Regions from separate parts of the Mus musculus genome. Here regions 1, 2, 3, 4, 5 and 7 are each linked to region 6. The links are chromatin contacts, called in public HiChIP or PLAC-seq and promoter capture Hi-C maps. All regions are on one chromosome and are shown on one strand. The core of a region is the stretch at or near the end of the contact, and the rest is flanking DNA. Distances in the headings are between cores, read along the strand shown. Region 1 overlaps Stim2 (stromal interaction molecule 2). Region 2 holds the start of Ccdc149 (coiled-coil domain containing 149). Region 3 overlaps Stim2 (stromal interaction molecule 2). Region 4 overlaps Stim2 (stromal interaction molecule 2). Region 5 holds the start of Tbc1d19 (TBC1 domain family, member 19). Region 6 holds the start of Smim20 (small integral membrane protein 20). Region 7 overlaps Gm40305 (a long non-coding RNA gene).

Region 1 (2,743 bases), core at 117-2,616, 780 kb before region 6:
AAATAGTTACATTAAATACAGTGATAATGGAAATATGAAATGTCTATCATATTATAAAGTATACATAAGAAATTGTGGTTATTTATTTCATCTTGACTAAATAGGCGTTGTTAACATTCAGAGAAAAGACCTGCTTGTAGAAAGATCTAAAGACTATTCTGAATAAAGCAAAAAATAATACATAAAGTCTTCACTGGCAAAGAAGCTCATGTTTGCAGTTTCCTCTGCCAGCACTAGGCTTTCTCCCTGACATACCATGGCTGACCAACTCCCTTCACCCCAGGCTACCCAGCCTCGCCTGTGCTCTCTGCTGGCTCCATGCTCTCCATAGCCCCTGTCACAGTGTGCAGCACTTCCCAGGTTACCAGCCTGGCCTGTGTTCTCTGCTGGCTCCATGCTCTCCACATTCCCTGTCACAGTGTGCAGCACTGTGCCTTTCTCTCCTCACTAACTCCCACACTGAGATGCAGTCATGAAATCACAGGCTTTGTTTTGATCAGTCCTCTCCACACTACCTAGAACAGGATCTGACTCACAGAAATGCTCAAAATTATTTGTTTACTGAATTACTTATTAATTGGCTTTTAAATATAAATGTTTGGAGAAGTCTTTTAAGAAATTACTCAGGGGACTAGAAAGCTAAGTGTATCAACTGACAACTTCTCACCCCTTTATGGTCGAGGGTAAATCTAAACAGGCAGTACAAATTTCATGATTCTGTACTTTGCTCAATTGTTTCATGTTCATCTAAGGCTTAACATGAAGTCTATTCACTCTCAGATATTATTATTTACTTACTGAACAAAATAAACAATACACAATGCAAAAATATCCAACTGCAACTTTAAAATGCTAAGCACAGCCTTCCCAGGGCTCCTTTAGTAGCGAAGGTAACGATAAAGAAACTCTGTGAGGTCAAGGACAGAGACTGTTCTGACCCATACTCCACCTATAATATCACTATAAGATGCATAATAAATGATGTGCTTGAGTTGACACGTCCACAGTTGTCTCTGCTGTGACCTATGAAAGAGATACTTTAAAGGGACAATAAAAGTAAGTTCAGGAAGGAAATAAGATGCACTCTGGAACCCACAAATAATAAAACCCGCTAGCAGGGTGTCAACCAGCAGTGCTCTGGTCTTTTCTGCTCCCCTCTTCTCAAACTCTCCCCACAGCTTCTTGTGGACTGTGGATGGGAGGCAGGGCAAGGACATTAAGCAACAACACTGTGCAGGGCAGGCTCATGCAACAAAGCATGGTTCTCCAATAAGCTAATCTTACTGCCCAGTTTAGAGGAAGAAACCACTATCAACTGAAGGTGGTGCCGTAACAGGAAGTGACTCTGCAGAGACAGCCTGGGCTATCGTCAGTGAAGATCAAAAACACCAAGCCTAGGGTTCTGAGGGGACTACTGGCTCAAGTGAGACACCTGCCCACACCGAGTTCCATCTGCACACTAAGGTGGCTTATGGTTAGGGTGGAAGTGACACAGAAAAGTGTCAAAGGAGAAACTTGTTGAGAACTCAGTTATCTGGTGGAGTACAAATCCTCACTCCAGACAACTTTGTTTTACAATTGTCCACATGTCATTGATGAACATACACACTGTGACATGTAACCACCCAAAGGCTTTACTTTATAAAGCTCACTTTTATTGTTGTACACTTTATGGGTCTGCTTAAGTCACTGAAACACGCAGCCACACTTAAAATATCACAGAGGGTAGTAGGACTGCCTCCCAACCCTGTGTTCTGCCTGTTCATGCCTCACTCCCAACTCCTGGCAAATAGTGATCTTCTTAGTTTTGTCTTCTATCATAGTTTAGATCCTTACTACACAACCTTTAAAGTTAGGCTCCATTTGACTAGAAAACCAGTGACACAGCTCAGTCAATGAGTATGCTACATAAATAAGAACTAAGTACCCTGTTTTAAAAATAAAAGTCTAGGCCCAGCAGAAGGCTGCACCTATGATCCCAACTAGTCAGACAGACACAGGAAGACCCTGGACTTGCTGGACAGCCAACACAGTGGTACATGAAAGCTCCGGGTTCATGACAACCTTGTATCAAAATGTAAGAGTGACTGAAAGACTCTGACATCCACCTCAGGCCTCCACAGCACCCACATTAACTCACGTACATACTTGCACACACACACACACACACACACACACACACACACACACACTCGCAGGAACAAAGAATCATGTTTCTTTATACTGGTTCATTTCCTTTTATGCTAAATAATATCTCATTGTCTGGATGAACCACCTAGTTTATCTGTCCATTCTCTGCTGGTAGACATCTTGGCTGCTAAGCTTTACTATCAAGAACAAAGCTATGTGTAGGTTTTTGTAATTATCCAACTCTTCCAACAAGTGGAATCTCTGGACTTCACAGAAAACTGGTAAGTTTTATAAGAAATGGCCAAACTGCCTCCTAACACCATTTATACCATTGTCCACTGCCAGCAGGGTATGAGTCCCTGGTGTTCCACACTTGGTCAACACTTCCTACCGTCAGCGCTCGTGGTCTTCCAAACTGAGGGTATGACATAGCTCACTGTTTTCACTGGCATTTCACACAAGCATAATGTGGAATGTGTCTTCATATGCTTATCTGAATCTTCTTGATAAGATATGTTGCCTATGTATTTGTCACCCAAGACTGTCTATCTATCATAGCAGTCTAGGCAGTAAATCACAGAGCATAAGCTACAGGGATAAGGATGGACTCACT
Region 2 (2,706 bases), core at 116-2,615, 800 kb after region 6:
TCCCATTCTCATCATGTAGCATGCTGGGGCCAAGGCCGCTTCTCCACTTTTCAGCACCCAGCTTCCATGTCACAGAACTGACCCGCTCTCAGCAGGAACTGACAATGTAAATCCATGGTGGCCGTGAGGTTTCTACAGCTGCCAAATGGACTTACCAACTTCTCAGGCCACCTACTCCTTTATACAAGCTGAGTTTCCCCAAGTATGGAAAGCTTTCTGTTGGCAACTATGTGGGGGCGGGGATCACATAGCATTCATCTGAGGTTCCCTCTGGAGGTCTCTAGTCTTCCTTTCCCATGAAAGTTTCATGGAATTATCTTTAGAAAGTTTTTTTTTTTGAAAATTTTATACAATATATTTTAAATATTCTTATATTCTTTCCTCTTCTTCAAGACCTCCTAGGCCCCTTCTCTTCACCCCCAACTTCTTATTTTTTCTCTCTCATAAAAACCAAAACAAACAAAAGCATTTAAAAAAATCCGTGACGTTCTATTGTGTTGGCTGACTAGGACTGAACACGGGGCCTGCCTTGCCGTGTGTTTGAAATATCACTCTGTTAAGAAAACGGATTTTCCCTCTCCCAGAAGCTATCAGTTGCAAGTCGCTTCTTGGTTAGGGGTGAGACTTTGCGGCCATGTCTCTTCTCATTTTTGTGTCTGACTTGGGCTTGTGTGTGTTTTGAGAGTCCATATGAGCCCTGTTGTGCTTGCAAACTGTTTCCTCGAAGTCACCCACCATCTCTGACATCTCTTTGCAGCCTTTCCACCTCCTCTTCTACACAGAGCCCTGAATAGCACAATCTTCAGCTGGCTCCTCTCTTAACTCATGCTAAATCCCACCACCAAGCTTTTTGGCCCTATTCAGAATTTAGAGTTTTATTTTCAAACTTTGTACTTGCGTTCTAGTACGACATCAGATACTTAAAAAGAAATGTTGGTCGCTTTAAAAATCAGTATAATGTATGTACAGTATGGTGAGCTTCATTCATACGCTCGACCAAAAGATGTAGAGCATCTACTGCGTGCCAAGGTTGCTCCAATGTGTACTCAGGGGAAAGAAGGGCCCTTCCTTGGTGGAGCTTCAGTTTCAATGGTAGAGGCCTGACCTGGCAGGGGATGGCTGGATGGAGGAGTTTGGCTTCTCGACCTGGGGATGACACCCACCTGTTCGCCAGCCTCCCTCCCTCACCACAGGCCTGGGAATGCTGGAGTCTGGGGTTATGTGATGGTTCACATGCAGAGTCCCTTCCTTCCCTAGGAGACACAGCTGGTGGCCTGGGGTCCCCGGGGTGCCGCGGCTGGCACCGGCCCCGAGCCACTGTAGGGCAGTGGTTGGGGCCCGGCTCCTCCTCCCCTTCCTCCGCGGAGGCTGACGTGGAGGCAGCGGCGCGGGCAGCCGCGGGAGGCGGCGGCGCGGAGGCTCGGAGGTTCCTGGCCCTCTCCGGGCTGCGCGGGGCCGGGGTGGCGGCGGCGGCGGCGGCGACAGGAGCAGGAGGAGGAGAAGGGAGGCGGTTGTGCAGCCCGCCCGCGCACGCAGGAGGGGACATGGACGGCGATCGGACCGAGAGCGACTGGCAGGGGCTGGTGAGCGAGGTGAGGCCGGGGCTCCGGATCGGCCTCCTGAGCCGCTGCAGCAGGTCCCCAAGCCCTGTGAGCCCGGGTAGCAGGTGGCCGCGGCAGGACCTGCAGGTGCACGGTCCACCCCTCACGTTCGGGCCTGCGGGGGAGCCGCGGTCGCCCGCACCATCTGGTGCCAGGCTTTGGGGAGGGGCCTTTCGCTCGCCAGCGTTTGGCCTAGGATTGGAGAGACTGAGAAGCCCTGGGATCCGGGAGGGGAAAGAGCCAAGCCCCACCTGCCTGCCTAGTCACCACTGTTATGGAGGCAAGCGATTGGATGATTCCCGATGCTGAAAAGGTGACGCCTGAGGGACCATCCGGGCCCTTGGGTAACAACTGGGCAGGTGCAATGACTTGGAGCAGCGGTTTAAGTGAAAGAGTTTGGCATCCTTGCAATGGTTGGTTCATGCGTTCACTTACTCCACTCTCTGAGCTCCTGTTTCCCGCACCTACTATGTGCTGTGAGGTAGTGAAACCATTCATTTCTCAAAGGAAAATGAGACAGGTACAGAGGTGATGTGACCTGTGGATATAGACAACTCCACGCCCTCCCCTGTGAATGGGCCAGAAGGAAGCTTTCAGACTCTTAGGCTGCCTTCTCTCTGATCCACCCAGTTGGTTGGCTCGGGTCAGGCAGCTAGCTTCTCCAGGTGAGAGGGATCCTGATGTCTTCCTTCCCCTAGCAAGCTACCAATTCACCTCCCTCACCTGTATGGACGGCTCCTCCATTATCTAGCCACTTAACACCCAGTGTGTGTAGAGCAATGAACTCCACCACTTAGAGCCACTTAGTTTAGTTCCTTCAAACATTGGTCTAGCACTGGAAGGGGTTATGTCTCGGCCCACGGCCCAGCTCTATCTTCTCTGTCAGGTTATCTTCTCTATCAGGCTTTGTGTCAAGGAATATATCCACTGGGAATCTCATCTCTGGGCCCATCCAGAATCATCTATAGCAGTAAAAGATGATGAAGGTGGGGGTGGGTTCTCCATGGAAGTCCAGGAGTGGGTGCTGACTTAGAAGGTACGGTATTCTTGTTCAGGTAGATCTGTGTTGAGAATGGTCATTCCAAATCAAGCACACTACCTGGCC
Region 3 (2,728 bases), core at 152-2,651, 830 kb before region 6:
TCCTCAAGTGTCCAATTGTGAACTGTAACACAGAAAAGAAGGTATAGTTTAAAGCACACTGCTTTCAAAACTAAGATCTGAACACATCTACATATGGGAGATTAAGTTTTCAATTAGATGTAATAAGTGGTAGTAAAATAGCATCTAGCATCCTATGGTAAGCTGAAAATAGTGAGGCCCACCCCTGTTTTCCCAAATGTGTACAATCTAAAACAGAAAAAAAGACATAAAACAATTAGACAGACTGCAGTAAAACTAATTCTAAAATAAGCATTAATACAGAGTTTTTAAAGGATGAAACAACCCATTTCCATGGGTGTAACACCTTACTAGATATAGACTTGATTGGCACTTTACCTAGCCCATTAATGCATCTAATCAGAGAACCACCCCGTGAGAGTCAGGCCACTGTAAGCACTACAGCATACAGCAGAGAACAGATGGGGAACTTGTTTACCCCTGTGAAACCTAGGTGCCCTGGGCAAAGATTCAGGGGGGGGGGCAACTTAGAAATGAAGAAAGATGGGGGAAGGAAACATTTAAATCATGCTAGTCATTAAAAAATGGGAGGGGGTAAATGAGTGTGTGTGTGTGTGTGTGTGTGTGTGTGTGTGTGTGTATGTGTGTGTGTGTGAGAGAGAGAGAGAGAGAGAGAGAGAGAGAGAGAGAGAGAGAGAGAGGATGTGAATGAGAATGAATTAGGTAAGTCCTCTGGCTTGACTACATCAACTAAAGCCTACAATAAAAGCCATAGAATTCTGAAGATCTGATGTAATCTTGCTGAGCTGTGTTTGGTCTGTATTGTATTGTATTTTAGGAAGAGGCAGAAAGTCAGAGAGGGACCACATTAGGAAAGACTGGATCTGAACACAGGCACACAAAGATAGAAGCTTACTCTATAGCACTTTGAGAGCAACAACCACGAGCAAAAGGATAAACAAGAAGAGACCATAAGAATTAAGTTGGAGGCTTTTCTCGGCTTGCTTGTGTAAAGGGTAAGCTGTTCCAACGGAAGGCTTGAGAAATGGAGAGCTGCATGCTGTCTACACTTAATGTGACGACTGGGGAAAACCACAGCAGAGGGCAAACGGGGCTGAAGACAAGGAGGAAGTGGTAGGTGCAGTGCTGCAGATCCATCTGTGCACAAAGGCTCTAGGAAAAGAGCATTCTCATAAATTATAGAAAATGCTAAATGCACATTTGCATGCAATGTTTTCACACTGCCCTTTTCAATGATCTTTAAAGAAAAAACAAGCAAAGTATAATTAACTAATAAAAACCTTTAAAAACTGTATTGCTAAGTGGCAATTTTATACTGAGACAAAGCTCTTATGTTCTCTTTCTGACACATCTCTACCCTCACACCTGTATATGGGCTGAGCCTGCTGGAGCCACAGAGACAAACAAGTGAGGCTACCAGCCAGCAGCCCAGCCCTAGGGGCCTTCCGCTGAACCTAATCCAGTCAAAGTAGCCTTGTTACACGAAGGCTTCTTCCTTCTGCGATGCATTACATGGAGAACTGCCCTGTCTGAATGCCAAGAAACCCACAGCACAGCTGCAGTGCACACACCCACACAAAACTCTCAGCCAGGAAAACAGGATAAGATTCTCTCTGCCTTTGGATTTTTCAATAGCAAAAAAACCAGTCTAAGCAACCCAACACATCAAGTTTCCAAGGAGACCAGATTCAAAGGAAGAAATGCAAAAAAGCGCACGAAACTGTCCAGTCCTAATACTACTCGACCTGAGTGGACAGCTGTGCTGGTCTAAAATAGCTTTGTTTGTAAAACCAATTCTCTTTTGAATGCATCTTTAAAACAATACCATCCTATCATAAGACAGAGTTACTTGAGGGAAAGAATTGGCTTTCCACTTGATGTCTGGGTTCCTTGCAAACAGCTTTTCTTCTCATTACCAGGACATGAGAAGTTTTGTATTAGCTCCCTCTGCTCCAAATACTCTGCTGGTCTTTCAACCCCTACGGTGGCTCCTTTTTATCCGTCCTCAAAGACCTGATATGAAACCGGTTTGAATCCTATCATCTTCTGTATTTTTGTTGAATCTTCCTTTCTTAGCTAAATTCAGTTCTTCATAAGAACTTTTTTCCCCACAGAATTTAATTAATTTCAATCATCTAGAAGAGAAGGAATTCTTTTAACATCTGCTTTTCCACTAAAGGATGTATAAGTTCCTTACTGAGCACTCATGCACAGTTTGCTGGGTGCCACTTAACTACTGAAGTAGATGAGACTTAAAGAGTGAGTACTGTTCAACCTAGGCTTGTTTGCATAGGAGATCCCCAGTGACAAAGAGCGACCTGAAGCCGCCCCATCCCTCTGCCTACCTGTCACTGACTTTGGAATTGCTTACCAAGTATTTTTGCTCAAAACTGTGCCAATTGCTATAGGCTGACATTTCGGTGATTTTCAGCACACTTGGGAATGGAAAGAGACCGTTGCCAAGAGGTGTACCTGAGTCACAGAGCCACCGTAGCTCTTTAACTCAGGCTAAGTTTTTGAATAAACAGAGTAATAAACTGAGCTACTTTAAAATTCTGTCTTTCTGATTCCGTTATAACAAAAAAGGGCTGTTGTCTAAAGCACTGTAAACTGAACAACCAGCCCGGAACATTTCATTACAGAATGCTGACAGGGAAGATCGAATTCTAAAAATGGCTAGGACACCAATAAAAACTGTTGCTAACATTAACTATGTACTACATACCAG
Region 4 (2,700 bases), core at 48-2,547, 750 kb before region 6:
TGGTGAGGGCACTCTTTTGTTACGTCCTCCCATAACAGAAGAGCAAAGGGGTCTGATTAGCCTTCAGAATCATCTTCTATAGAGTACCTATTCCCTGTAGGGGAGGATGCTGTGTCCTGGTCCCCTCCCAGAGGAGCAACCCTAACCCTCCCCCGAGAAGCTAAGGTCCCCTCTGTGTAAGCTGGGGACAGGGATTCATTCACACCATAACACATTTACATAAAACAATACATGCTGCACATAAAAATAATCCTAAAATGGTTATTCTGGTAAGAGAAATTTGTTTTACTGTTTGCCATACTTTCCATTTCTAAGTTCAGAGAAAGAAAGACTATCTGATTAAAAAATGGAAATTGAAACAACATATCATTTATTTTCAAAACCATAAGATATGTTTTAAATCAGTTAAAAACATGCATGGGTAAAAAATATTCTTTTGTACTATAACATTCATGGATACTCAGAGAGAAAAAATAAAATACAGTAAAAAGTTTATGCACATAATGTGTGAAATAAGATGTTTATTATCCAAAAAGTTTTCAGAAGAGTACAGAAGATAGTAGCACAATCTCCACACTGCATGATCAAGAACGGCTTGGGCCCACTCCTTCCACAGCTCCAATTCACATGGCTGAGAACAGACAACACAACACAGATGCATTAAAACTTAATATCTGGTTGAAAACATTATAAAGGAATTAAATCAGTTCTATGATTACTGAAGCAAACAAGAATGAAGACTGTTCCTATGTGAAATCATCAAAAAAGTCCTGAGGGGAGAAAAAAAAGTCAAGAAACAGCCAGCCGTGCCAAAAGTTAAGGAGGGAAACTCGAGACAGAAACTGAGAAGCGTCAAGGCCCAAATGAACGAACAAGTTTGTCATATTCATGCAGCAGAGAGGAAGCCAACATGACAAAACACATCAAGGAAAGCAAAAACAGGCCAGACCATGCTGTGATTTAGAGTATGGTGTTTCTATTCTGCAGTTAGGAAAACAAGCCACTAAAGCAGGAAGGCGCACAGAGATCTCTACATAGTGTTACAGGATCTGAGAGACTGGGCTGTAACAAAGAGGAAGCTGCTAGAAGAGCCCCTGAAGGAAGAGGTAATGATGGCCCGAACTAGAGGACAGCAAAGAAAAGCAGAGAAGCCCAAGTGGCCACAGAGGTTAGAATCCACAGTATTTACAGACAATGATCAGGATATGAGCATGAGGACTAAAGCAATCTCAGACAGCTTTTGAGATCCTGCCTAAATCAGTCCACAAAGCTGAACCTTAACTGTTCTTATAGTGACAGAAGGCAGGGCAAGTGTACTAGGAAGTTCCTACCATGTGAAACAGGAGTGAGTCCACGCAGGGTTTATCTCATCACTATCTATGAGATAGTGAGCATTATACTAAACTAAAGGTTTAAGCATCCCATTTCCTCACATCTCCTGTTTTTAGGGAAGATTAAACATGATCCTTTAAAAACTACTAAATATAGTCAGTGTACTCAAACCTAAATTAAAGCCACTGCAAGTCACTCAGGACAGAGAAAGCCCTCAATACATATTCTGTGAATAAACCAGCAGATTAAAAAAAAATTAATAAAATAGCTCAGGTCTACTGAGTGGATTACATAATCCTTCTACAAAGTTATCCACTCCTCTCCAGAAAGGGAAAAAGTCAGTGAATGCCCTTACATCATAAAATCAACCATGAACTCTACGGAATATTAACAGGCTTTTAGGGTACAAGTAGATATCATAATCCAAAGTCTAGAGAGTTCAGCATTCAACACAATTAAGTCCATTAACTAAAATAATACATAATTTCTAAATCATAAAATAATTGAAAAACTTACTGGCCTATTAGGTTGATAAGTCAATCAAAATGCAATGTGAAAAAGCGCCCATCCTAGAAACTAGTTAAACCACCAGAAAACAGGCAGCAGAGAGCCACTGAAGGGCTAGACAAAGAACAAGAGTAAGTGCCAGGAAAGAGGACAGAATCTAAACCTGGAAGAAACACACAATAAGATATTGCCAGGATGCAGGAGTCAGCCTACAGGAGAACAGACCAGCAGGAGTAGACATGTACCTCTGATAAATACACAGGAAATTTTTGAGGTATAAATACAACACCAAAAGACATAACTCCAAACATCATAACCACAAACGTTGACATCTATTCATATTAAGTGTTTAGGTGGCATATAAAGTAGTAAGTTTCACTGTGACATTTCCATATATACTTTGTTCTTGATTCTCCCACCTCAGGTCCCCAATCCCTCTCCTATTAATCCTCTTCTTTACCCAAGAGCCCCTTTCTGCTCTTAAATGATGAAAATCAAAAGATCAAACCCCTAGTCTAAAATACTGAATTAAAATCTCAAAAACTTAATCCTAGGAAAAAATAATTTTAAGTTATTTTCAAGACATATTTATACCACAAGATGCCCTGTTATACAACCCACCTGTAATCCTAACGCTTGAGAGGTTAAGTAAGACATTAGAGGCCAGTCTGAGCTACACAGAAAGACCCCATCAAAAAAAAAAAAAAAAGAAAGCAAGAAAGCAAGAAAGCAAGAAAGCAAGGAAGCAAGGAAGCAAGGAAGGAAGGAAGGGACAGCCCATAAGCTACTTTCAATAATATACATATTTTTACAAACATAGCAGCAAGTATATACAGTAGGTGTATAGATGTAATAGTTATA
Region 5 (2,700 bases), core at 192-2,691, 540 kb before region 6:
CAGGCTCATCATTCAGTACCTTGATAATATAGCCTAGGCTTGCCTGCTTAGGGATGGTACCACCCACAGTGGGCTCAGCCATCCTGTTTCAGTTAGGAATCACGAAAATGCCCCGTGCATATGTCCACAGAGGCAGCTTAGGAGATCAATTTCTCAATTAAGGTTTCCTCTTCTCAGGTGTTTTAAGTCAACAAACAAGATTAATCATCACATACCACACTCAGTAAAGATACACTTAAACAAAACTTTCAACCTACTTAACTGACATTTCTAAATTATAAAAAAAAAAAAGATGTTTACTAAGTACACAAAGGATGTTCAACAAGAGAAAACAAATTACGAATCTTAAAAATAAAAAAATACTCCAACAAAATTTAAAGAATTAACATAATATAAATTTTATCCATCCTGGAGTTAAACTTGAAATCAACAAAAGGAAGAAACTGGAAAGATCTCCCCAAATTTGAAAACTAAACAATACATTTTCTGGACAATCCATGGGATAAAGATAAAGTCACAGAATATACATATTGGCATTATCCATAATCTCTAAACAACCTAAATATCCACCAGGTAAGTACTAACTAGAGAAACTAATGGGAACAGAAGTACTAAAATACCAAGTTTGGATGGATCTCAAAATCCTAACGGGGACAGAAGCATCCACAAAAGTTTTGGTACTGTAGGATTCCATTCACACTACATTCTCATACAGTAAAGCTCTACTGGTTATTCTGTCTACTCGCAGGGCCGAGTCTGTTTAAATGAATTCAATAAACGCTAGGTGGGCACATTAAAAAAAAAATCACTGTAGGGAGAGCAAAGTGCAACAAAGTGACACATTAGAATAAAGCACATGGGATCCCAATCCATCCACGAGAAAGTAAAAAAGAAGGAAGGCATGCTGCTCGTGAGTCCAACATCTAAAAAATAAAAAATAGGTCCCTTAAACGACTACAAGAATAAACGGGAGAAGCCTTGGCCATTCTCTGGCCTGAAGAAGGGCGTGATGAGCCCCACCCATCTTTAAAAAAATACAATTGCCTCACTCCTGGGTCTGAGCAAACAAGGTGCAAGGCTCAGGGAGGGGTTTAAAACAGCAGAAAGGGGTGGAGAGAGCAAAAAGCTCTGGCCTGGGTGAAGGCAGTGTAGCAGGCAGGTCATCCTGCGGCCTGCCGGTCTCCATAGCTTCCCATCAGCCCCGCTTACCCAGGCCTGCCGTTCCAGCTGAGCATACAAATTGGAGCCCTTGAGTTTCTGGACGATCTGGGCAATGATGAGGGACAGGTCCGACTCCTCCTGCAACATTTCCCCTGCCCTAACCCGCCAGCCGCGGGGACGGCCGCCGGCAAGGAAAGAATGCGCTGCAGGGTCCCACTCCTGGCCGCTGACACTTCTCCCGGACCTTTTTTCGGCGGGACTCCTCCAGCGGGCGTTGCCAGGCAACTGCTGGGCCGTGCGTCCGTCCCTCTCTGGTCCCCTCCGCATCTGAAAGACCTCGCACATGCGTTCCGAGGGCGGAAAGAGACCAGGGCCGGGAAGTAGATTTCATTGTTCCTACCCAGTCTGATCGAAAACACAGAACAAAAGCTTGTTCTTCCGCAGCCACAAAGTTTCAGATGTGCAAAAAAGAACCGAGAACGAGGTGGTGTGTGTGTGTGTGTGTGTGTGTGTGTGTGTGTGTGTGTGTGTGTGTTGAAATTTACTATATAGACTCTGTATTATAGAGATTCTTAACTCTTCCACCAGTCAATCTCTGCAGAACACGCCTGTGAACACAATTGCTGCTGGTTACACCCCAAAATTATGGGCTCTGATACTAGCTGTTGCACTTAAGCGATGTATTTAAATTGCAGAATTCAATTTACACCAATTGGCAGGATGTTTTGATAGTTGGCTGAGGTAAGAAGCAATTCATGAAGTTGCACGCTTGTTTCCTTTGCGACTGTTTCTATTCTCTAGGCTTTATACAGCAGTGGTTCTCAATCTTCCTAATGCAGCCACACTTTAATACAGTTCCTCATGTTGTGGTGAACCCTAATCATAATTTTTTTGCAGCTTCTTCATAACTGTAATGTTGCTATTGTTATGAAACACATATAAATATATGTGTTTTTCAATGGTCTTTTTTTAAAGGAAGTCTTTTTTAAGAGTTTATTTATTTAATGTATATGAGTACACTGTCATATGGTTATAGATGGTTTTGAGTCACCATGTGGTTGCTGGGAATTGAACTCAGGACCTCTGGAAGAGCAGTTAGTGCTCTTGACCACTGAGCCATCTCTCCAGCCCTTTTTCAATGGTCTTAAGCAAGTCCTGTGAAAGGGTGGTTCTTGGGAACTGCTGTTCTAGAATCTACAATCATATCCTGGTATTAGTCTCCTTTCACATACAAATTAACCAACAACAATTACTAATACTTTTTTTTTTAGTATTCTTAATTTTAAAATGACTAAGATCCTGACTGTCCTTGTCTTTAAGAAATCTACCATCTAGATTTCTATGCATTCATTCCATCTTTTAGACATGGTCCAACTTTCAGTTTATCGAGCATTTACATACAAGGAACTGTGTGAGCACAAATATTTAATAAAATACAGTTTGTGTCCTCAAGGAAATATATGAAACATAGTTATAATTAGAAGTAACTGATTTAACTAATTGAACGTTAATCCAAAGGCCAATAGTAGGTCAGCAAAC
Region 6 (2,789 bases), core at 59-2,558:
CAGGGGATTCATGTGTGTACTTTAAAATGCTTTGCCTCCAGAAACCAAGTGTTATGGCGCTGGAGATGGTCAGAACATTTACATGAGGCTTGAAATCGCCAAGCTTCAGCCTCAGCTAATATTCCCCGGGGGCTGGGCTGGCCCTCTTCCATCTTCAAGATGATTCAGGTTTCCTGGAGAACAAAATGATCCTCTAATGCCTCATCTCTCCTCGCTGACAGATGGTTTCAGATGTATCAAAGTGCTAATCCTTGCTGAGGTATAGGTCTCCAGGAAGGAGTGTGGCTTTTAGAATGATAGGACCTGAATGATTAAGGAGGAAAATGACTCCCCGGACACTCGCCATTGTCATGTGAGCAGCCAGCTTAAAAATGAAGGAAACCAGCAGAATCTAAAAAAAAAAAAAACGATTTGAGGAAAAACTCAGAACCCAGGTTAACAGTTTAGCTTTGAAATATTTCCGCTCCAAGACATCTTAGGGATTGGCAATGATGCACCATAAAAACACCTTTCAACTCAGAATGATCAAAGCTCTCCACTATAGCACCATCTCAGCCTGGGTGGATGGAGCGGGGCTCTGCGGACAGACGCCTGGGTTGGAACATTTCCCTCACCACTTACTAGCTGTGTGACCTCCATCTGTAAAATGGGTAGCATCTACCCCAAGGGAAGCCCGTGCAAATTCAACGACTCGGTATATGCTTAACCCAAAACATTAAATCTTCAGTATATCAGTATATACTGTGTGTGAACTAGTGTTAGTGTTGACCTGCTGTGTGTAGGCTGCTTTCATACACATCACCTCTGTGACCCCTAAGATGCTCACAGTTTTGTTGCTGATCCTGCAAAAGATATGTAGAGCCTCAACATTGAAGGTCAGAGGTGGGGCCCCTTGTCCGTGGTCACCGGGCTGCACTGGGCGAGCCTGGAACCCGGGTAGCCTCACTCCCAAGTCCACATCCTTCCTCAGCACTCCTTGAACAGATAGGGTAGGGGCTTAAGGGCTTCGGGGTAGCGCTGGGAGCAGCCACTGCGCGGGGTCAGAGGTCACTCACGGTATTCCTCCAGCCGCATAAGGGGCCGGAAGTAGATGGGATAGAAGGCGGCGCCGACCATGGAGATGAAGCCTCCGAATATGAGCGCGGTGCGCAGGTTCCGGGCCGCTGCCATGGAGAGAAAGGGGGCAGCAGAGCCGGCGAAGGCCCCCGCACGTTTGGAAACTCGATTCCCGGCCTCAAGGTCGCGACCCAGCTCGGAAGAGGCGGAGCAGAGCTCGCTTCCGGGATCGGAGTGCAGGGAGGAGCCTCTGAGCTCGGAGGCGGGGCCTGGGCGCCTCTTAGTGGGGCGGGGTCATCCGAGGAAGGGCGCGGCATAAGGCGGGGCCTCAAACCAAGACCCGCCTCCTCGCCCTCCGGCTGCCATCGTGGAGGCCGAGACACTGGTGGCTTGTGCTGACTTGTATTTGGCTACACTCCTTTCTCGTGCCCTCTTTTTGACCTCTTACTGGCCCCGGGTCTGGGTCCTTCCTTCTCTGCTCCAATTACCACCTTCTGTCTTACTCTTCTGTTCCCAACAACTCTTTCTTACCCTTCCCCCTCATTAATGTGACATTTGGTGACTGGTGAGGCTAGAAGCCTCTGAAAGACTGGGCCTCCCTCTTTGAAAGCTGTGTGTGGGCATGAGCCACAAAGGAGCAAATCACCTGGTTCGAATGGTTTGCAAGGTATTTGCAAAATTAGTCACTGAGTCTTCTGACCCAAGACAGCCTTTCCTGGAGGGTGTTTGAGCACAGTAAGTGATCTAACTTTGATCCCTTGTCCTCTTTGCTCTCCATATTGTGTGTGCTGGGTTATGGGGGGAATTATACAGGGGTTTCAGAAAGTAGACAGGGATTCCCAAAACTAATCGAGGGCTGCAAACAAAAACTATTAAAATCTAGGAACAGCACAGAGTCAGTGGCAGGTCCCTAGGGCTCTGGCTCTTTGCCTGGGGCACAGCCTCTGAAGACTGACACCTGTTCCCTCATCCCGCCATGCTTGTGGGGATTGCTTTCCCCCACCTCTGCACCTGTTCTCCTTTACAGAGCCTGAGTCAGAAGATATGATCTCCTCAGGGGGCTGGGCAGCTAAGACCAACATTCCTTGGGCCTTCGCTCAATCCCTTAGAAATAGAAATGACACCAGTAGCGAGTCTGGGCTGCACAGAAGGTATTTATCTTGACCCCAGCAACATTATTTAGTCCAGAGAAGATCTGCAATCTCTCAGAAATGATGTGGTGAACACAGGTCTTTTCCTCTGTAGTTTTGTAGTCGAATCAAGATTCCATCTACCTCTGACTCTAGCAGCATATAAATCAGTCGTTCAATCTGTCAGCAGATTTATGGACTATCTGGCTAGGCCCCCCGAACAGCAGGCAAAGTGCTAAGGGGGACACGAGATGAATGAGACATGACCTCTGCACTCCAGGATCCTACCACGGAACAAATACATGAAACGATAACTAATCCCGGATGCCGCCTGTTGCCGATGACTGATGCAGTCCCACGGGCAACCGAAGTACAGGGAGGAAGACAAATGACTGTGCAGTAAGATGGCTGCTCCTCAGGCCCCCTCAGGAACTTGTTAGGTAAGGAGACAAGGCTGCACAGCAAAGAGGGAACGTGTGATACATGAATTAAACACAGGAAGGAAGATTCCCCAATAGTGTACGCTTGTTATCTTAGCAGTAGACGATCCATCTTCAAATGTCTTTGGGGAGTAGCTCCTCCCCCACTCTTGATAGACAAGTG
Region 7 (2,700 bases), core at 76-2,575, 670 kb before region 6:
GAAACCCTGTCTCGAAAAACAAAAAAACCCAAACAAACAAAAACAAAAAACAAACAAACAAACAAACAAACAAACAAAAAAACTTCTGGTAGCATATCTCTGGTAAGGCAAGAGATAGAACTGGGCAGATATGAGACACAGATGGGAGAAAGTTTTCACTATATGCGTTCTTTGAATTTAATTTATATTATTTTATAGCTATTATTATAATATTATTTATTATTACTTATTATTATATTACTTAGCTCCTAGTTACTCTTAGGCCCTCATCCTCCCATATATTTTGAGACAACTTAATCTAATTTCTATCTTCCCCAATGGCAATTGGTTACATTTATGTCTTGATTTTGGTGAGATTGTCTTTTGTAATACATTCGCAATCAAGACTGAATTATTTCTGCCGCCCCCCACCCCCCGCCATCTTGGCTTAGATCTTTGATAAGCTGTTACTACTTCATGCCCTTCATGTTAAATCATTTTTAATAAAAATATCACCTTTATTGTAATTAAAATATGTTTCCCATTCTCCTTTCTAAGTGCTGATTGTCAACAAGAGAACATTTCAAGTTCCTTATCTAATTCCTGAAATGCTGATAAAATTATCCTTTTTATTTAAATTTTTTTTCTGTATGGGTGTCTCATTTGCATGTGTGATTATGCACCACATGTGTGCCTAGTGTCCACAGAAGTCATAAGATGGCATCAGATCACCTGACACTGGAAATACAGGTGGCTGTGAACTGCTACGTAAGTGCTGGGATCTGAACTTGGCTTTAGAGTAGTCGATGCGCGTAACCATTGAGCCATCTCTGCAGAACCTAACCATAGTGTTCTCGAAGCACATAACTACATTCTCAGCATAGACATCTTATTTCAATGGTCACAACTGTTATTTCATATTCTATTTTAATGAATTTGTTAGATTCCAAGAACAAGTACTAATAATACTTGTAACTTCATTTTCAGGCTCCTGGCTTCAATGGAGGCAAGTCTAGTTATTGTTATTTTGGTTTAATACGAAGCTGAGAGGTTGTTGCTTTAAAGGCATAGAGGAACTGAACCTTGGGGTTTCCTGTGATTCAATAGAAGCGTTTGTTCTTCTCTCCCACACCTATTTTAGATGTTCATTTCAAATTGCTTGTACAGTGCATCAAATGTATGGTATGCTGATTGTGGTAGACTGTTACTAAATCAACTGTACTTGCATATGTTTCCTGCCTCTTTGGGCTCTTCTTTCCCACATCGATTTCACACACGCATCTGACTCTAGCCAACTGGACATGGGCAGGCATGATGCAATCAGAGCCGGATAAGCAATTGCACAATAGAACTGGTGCTCTTGGAAGAGGTCTGCACTCAGAATCCTGTACAGTGTTGGAGGAAAGATTGGGCTAGTCTATGAATGATAAGAAGCTGTTTTGTCCCATTCAGCGACCATTATGTAAGTCACACAGTAACACTACATGGATGAGAATTCCTCATCTGAGTTCATCCAGGCCACAGAATCACACAGAGTAATAATATAGTGCATTAAATTAGTGATTCTCAACCTGTGAGTTGTGACCCCTTTGTGGGTGCCATGACCTTTTCACTGGGGTTGTTTATCAGATATCCTGCATATCAGATATTTACATTACGATTCAGAACAGTAGCCAAATTACAGTTATGGATTAGCAATGAAAATAATTTTGTGGTTGGGGGTCACCACAACATGAGGAACTGTATTAAGGGGTCACAGCATTAGGAAGGTTGAGAATCACCATTTTAAATTAGTTTATTTGATGTTTATAACCAAAAAAACACATCCCCGGGAGATTGTTGTAATAATGAACCATGGTGACAGATTTTTCTGATCTGAGGTAACCCCAAATATGTAACTGCTATCTTTTACTTACCACTCTTGATTAACTGCTAGACTCTTGTTGGGTGATTTATTTTCTCATTTAATTTTTGATAATTCTAATATTGTATTACAGAACTTAGGTTTCTCTGTGGCCCAGAGTTATCCAGGTTACATTTTAGCCATCGATTTTGAACAGTTAAACACTCGACTGTGAAACTGTCTGGTCATAAAACCTTCCAGTGTTGACATCATCCTTTCCAGATCCTCTAGAGGAACTCATGCTTAGAGTTTCTAGATTTTTGATATTTTTACATGTCACTTATAGAATATGCATGCTATATATTTTGAAATATTAATACTTAAGGCATTTTGCGACTCTCAGTTTCTTTCACGTATGTAATTGTGCCTCTTATTTCTAAGCTTTTGTGCTTTACTCTTTCTTTTTTAATACTTCTTTTTTTGGGAGGGTGTGTTGGGAGTTGATCTAGGGTCTTACACATTCTGATCAAATGTACCATTGAGTTATATTCATAACTCTTAGTGATTTCTTTTACCCTCTATGAAGATCTTCTAATCTATTTAGTAAGCTTTTCAAACACTTGAACGTGTGATGGATTTACTATTTATTATATGGCCTTTTAAATTTTTCATCTTTATTAATTTAATCTTTTTTTTTCTTTTTAAAAGTTCTATTTCAAAATTGAAAGCTTCACCAAGGAAGAACTTCAGTGCTCTGCCAGTCTCTTCCCTCCACCTTCACTCCCTGGGTGATCTTTTAAAAACAATCATCAAAATATTCATATTTTAATGGATAAATATTAAGTGGGGTGATAATTATTTCTTTTTTTATCTTTTTA

What was found. Promoter capture Hi-C pulls out the DNA fragments that hold promoters and counts their contacts. HiChIP or PLAC-seq counts read pairs in DNA pulled down with a chosen protein or histone mark.
Region 1: an H3K4me3 HiChIP or PLAC-seq map of bone marrow-derived macrophages shows a contact between it and region 6, with 4 times the contacts expected there. The contact joins the enhancer-like site here to the promoter of Smim20 in region 6. A contact is called at or near these places in 5 of 39 promoter capture datasets (the 3T3-L1 cell line, the C10 cell line, liver and 2 more), 2 of 115 datasets of contacts at active chromatin or transcription factors (bone marrow-derived macrophages and embryonic stem cells) and 2 of 9 other capture datasets (adipose tissue and embryonic stem cells).
Region 2: a promoter capture Hi-C map of liver shows a contact between it and region 6, with 4 times the contacts expected there. The contact joins the promoter of Ccdc149 here to the promoter of Smim20 in region 6. A contact is called at or near these places in 2 of 39 promoter capture datasets (both in liver).
Region 3: a contact with region 6 is called in a promoter capture Hi-C map of hematopoietic stem and progenitor cells, with 3 times the contacts expected there. The contact joins the enhancer-like site here to the promoter of Smim20 in region 6. A contact is called at or near these places in 19 of 39 promoter capture datasets (the 3T3-L1 cell line, the C10 cell line, the HPC-7 cell line and 12 more), 4 of 484 Hi-C or Micro-C datasets (CD8 T cells, adipose-derived mesenchymal stem cells, muscle stem cells and 1 more), 6 of 115 datasets of contacts at active chromatin or transcription factors (the 230-238 cell line, bone marrow-derived macrophages, embryonic stem cells and 2 more) and 3 of 9 other capture datasets (embryonic stem cells, liver and macrophages).
Region 4: a contact with region 6 is called in an H3K4me3 HiChIP or PLAC-seq map of bone marrow-derived macrophages, with 3 times the contacts expected there. The contact joins the enhancer-like site here to the promoter of Smim20 in region 6. A contact is called at or near these places in 4 of 39 promoter capture datasets (the 3T3-L1 cell line, the C10 cell line, cranial neural crest and 1 more), 3 of 484 Hi-C or Micro-C datasets (B cells, LSK cells and cardiomyocytes), 5 of 115 datasets of contacts at active chromatin or transcription factors (bone marrow-derived macrophages, embryonic stem cells, large pre-B cells and 1 more) and 2 of 9 other capture datasets (embryonic stem cells and macrophages).
Region 5: a contact with region 6 is called in an H3K4me3 HiChIP or PLAC-seq map of bone marrow-derived macrophages, with 4 times the contacts expected there. The contact joins the promoter of Tbc1d19 here to the promoter of Smim20 in region 6. A contact is called at or near these places in 3 of 39 promoter capture datasets (the 3T3-L1 cell line, embryonic stem cells and hippocampal neurons), 4 of 484 Hi-C or Micro-C datasets (bone marrow-derived macrophages, embryonic stem cells, macrophages and 1 more), 6 of 115 datasets of contacts at active chromatin or transcription factors (bone marrow-derived macrophages, embryonic stem cells and large pre-B cells) and 4 of 9 other capture datasets (adipose tissue, embryonic stem cells, liver and 1 more).
Region 7: a contact with region 6 is called in a promoter capture Hi-C map of neutrophils, with 4 times the contacts expected there. The contact joins the enhancer-like site here to the promoter of Smim20 in region 6. A contact is called at or near these places in 3 of 39 promoter capture datasets (embryonic stem cells, neutrophils and stem cell-derived epiblast-like cells), 3 of 115 datasets of contacts at active chromatin or transcription factors (all in embryonic stem cells) and 2 of 9 other capture datasets (adipose tissue and liver).

The regions. Positions count from the first base shown.
Region 1 is chr5:54,044,309-54,047,051 of GRCm38.p6, reverse strand. All of the region lies in intron 1 of Stim2 (stromal interaction molecule 2), which reads right to left. Among named protein-coding and RNA genes, the nearest start is that of Stim2, 47 kb to the right of the region's middle. Within about 2 kb of position 1,366, at least 106 of the 459 cell types and tissues checked have an H3K27ac peak or open chromatin away from gene starts, as enhancers often do. A contact at or near this core is called in adipose tissue and bone marrow-derived macrophages, where this site is marked.
Region 2 is chr5:52,470,237-52,472,942 of GRCm38.p6, reverse strand. It overlaps Ccdc149 (coiled-coil domain containing 149), which reads left to right and starts at 1,365. Exons shown (of 13, transcript NM_001379231.1): 1 at 1,365-1,592. The coding sequence starts at 1,545.
Region 3 is chr5:54,099,869-54,102,596 of GRCm38.p6, reverse strand. It overlaps Stim2 (stromal interaction molecule 2), which reads right to left. Exons shown (of 12, transcript NM_001081103.2): 4 at 1-22. Among named protein-coding and RNA genes, the nearest start is that of Stim2, 100 kb to the right of the region's middle. Within about 2 kb of position 1,401, at least 162 of the 459 cell types and tissues checked have an H3K27ac peak or open chromatin away from gene starts, as enhancers often do. A contact at or near this core is called in CD8 T cells, the HPC-7 cell line, bone marrow-derived macrophages and 7 more, where this site is marked.
Region 4 is chr5:54,018,083-54,020,782 of GRCm38.p6, reverse strand. The region is part of intron 1 of Stim2 (stromal interaction molecule 2); the gene reads right to left. Among named protein-coding and RNA genes, the nearest start is that of Stim2, 21 kb to the right of the region's middle. Within about 2 kb of position 1,297, at least 56 of the 459 cell types and tissues checked have an H3K27ac peak or open chromatin away from gene starts, as enhancers often do. A contact at or near this core is called in B cells and bone marrow-derived macrophages, where this site is marked.
Region 5 is chr5:53,808,368-53,811,067 of GRCm38.p6, reverse strand. It overlaps Tbc1d19 (TBC1 domain family, member 19), which reads right to left and starts at 1,441. Exons shown (of 21, transcript NM_144517.4): 1 at 1,210-1,441. The coding sequence starts at 1,308.
Region 6 is chr5:53,265,625-53,268,413 of GRCm38.p6, reverse strand. Smim20 (small integral membrane protein 20) reads right to left here and starts at 1,308. Exons shown (of 3, transcript NM_001145433.1): 1 at 1,056-1,308. The coding sequence starts at 1,170. It overlaps Gm40303 (a long non-coding RNA gene), which reads left to right and starts at 1,287. Exons shown (of 2, transcript XR_868423.2): 1 at 1,287-2,626.
Region 7 is chr5:53,935,981-53,938,680 of GRCm38.p6, reverse strand. All of the region lies in intron 2 of Gm40305 (a long non-coding RNA gene), which reads right to left. Among named protein-coding and RNA genes, the nearest start is that of Gm40305, 9.8 kb to the right of the region's middle. Within about 2 kb of position 1,325, at least 44 of the 459 cell types and tissues checked have an H3K27ac peak or open chromatin away from gene starts, as enhancers often do. A contact at or near this core is called in adipose tissue and neutrophils, where this site is marked.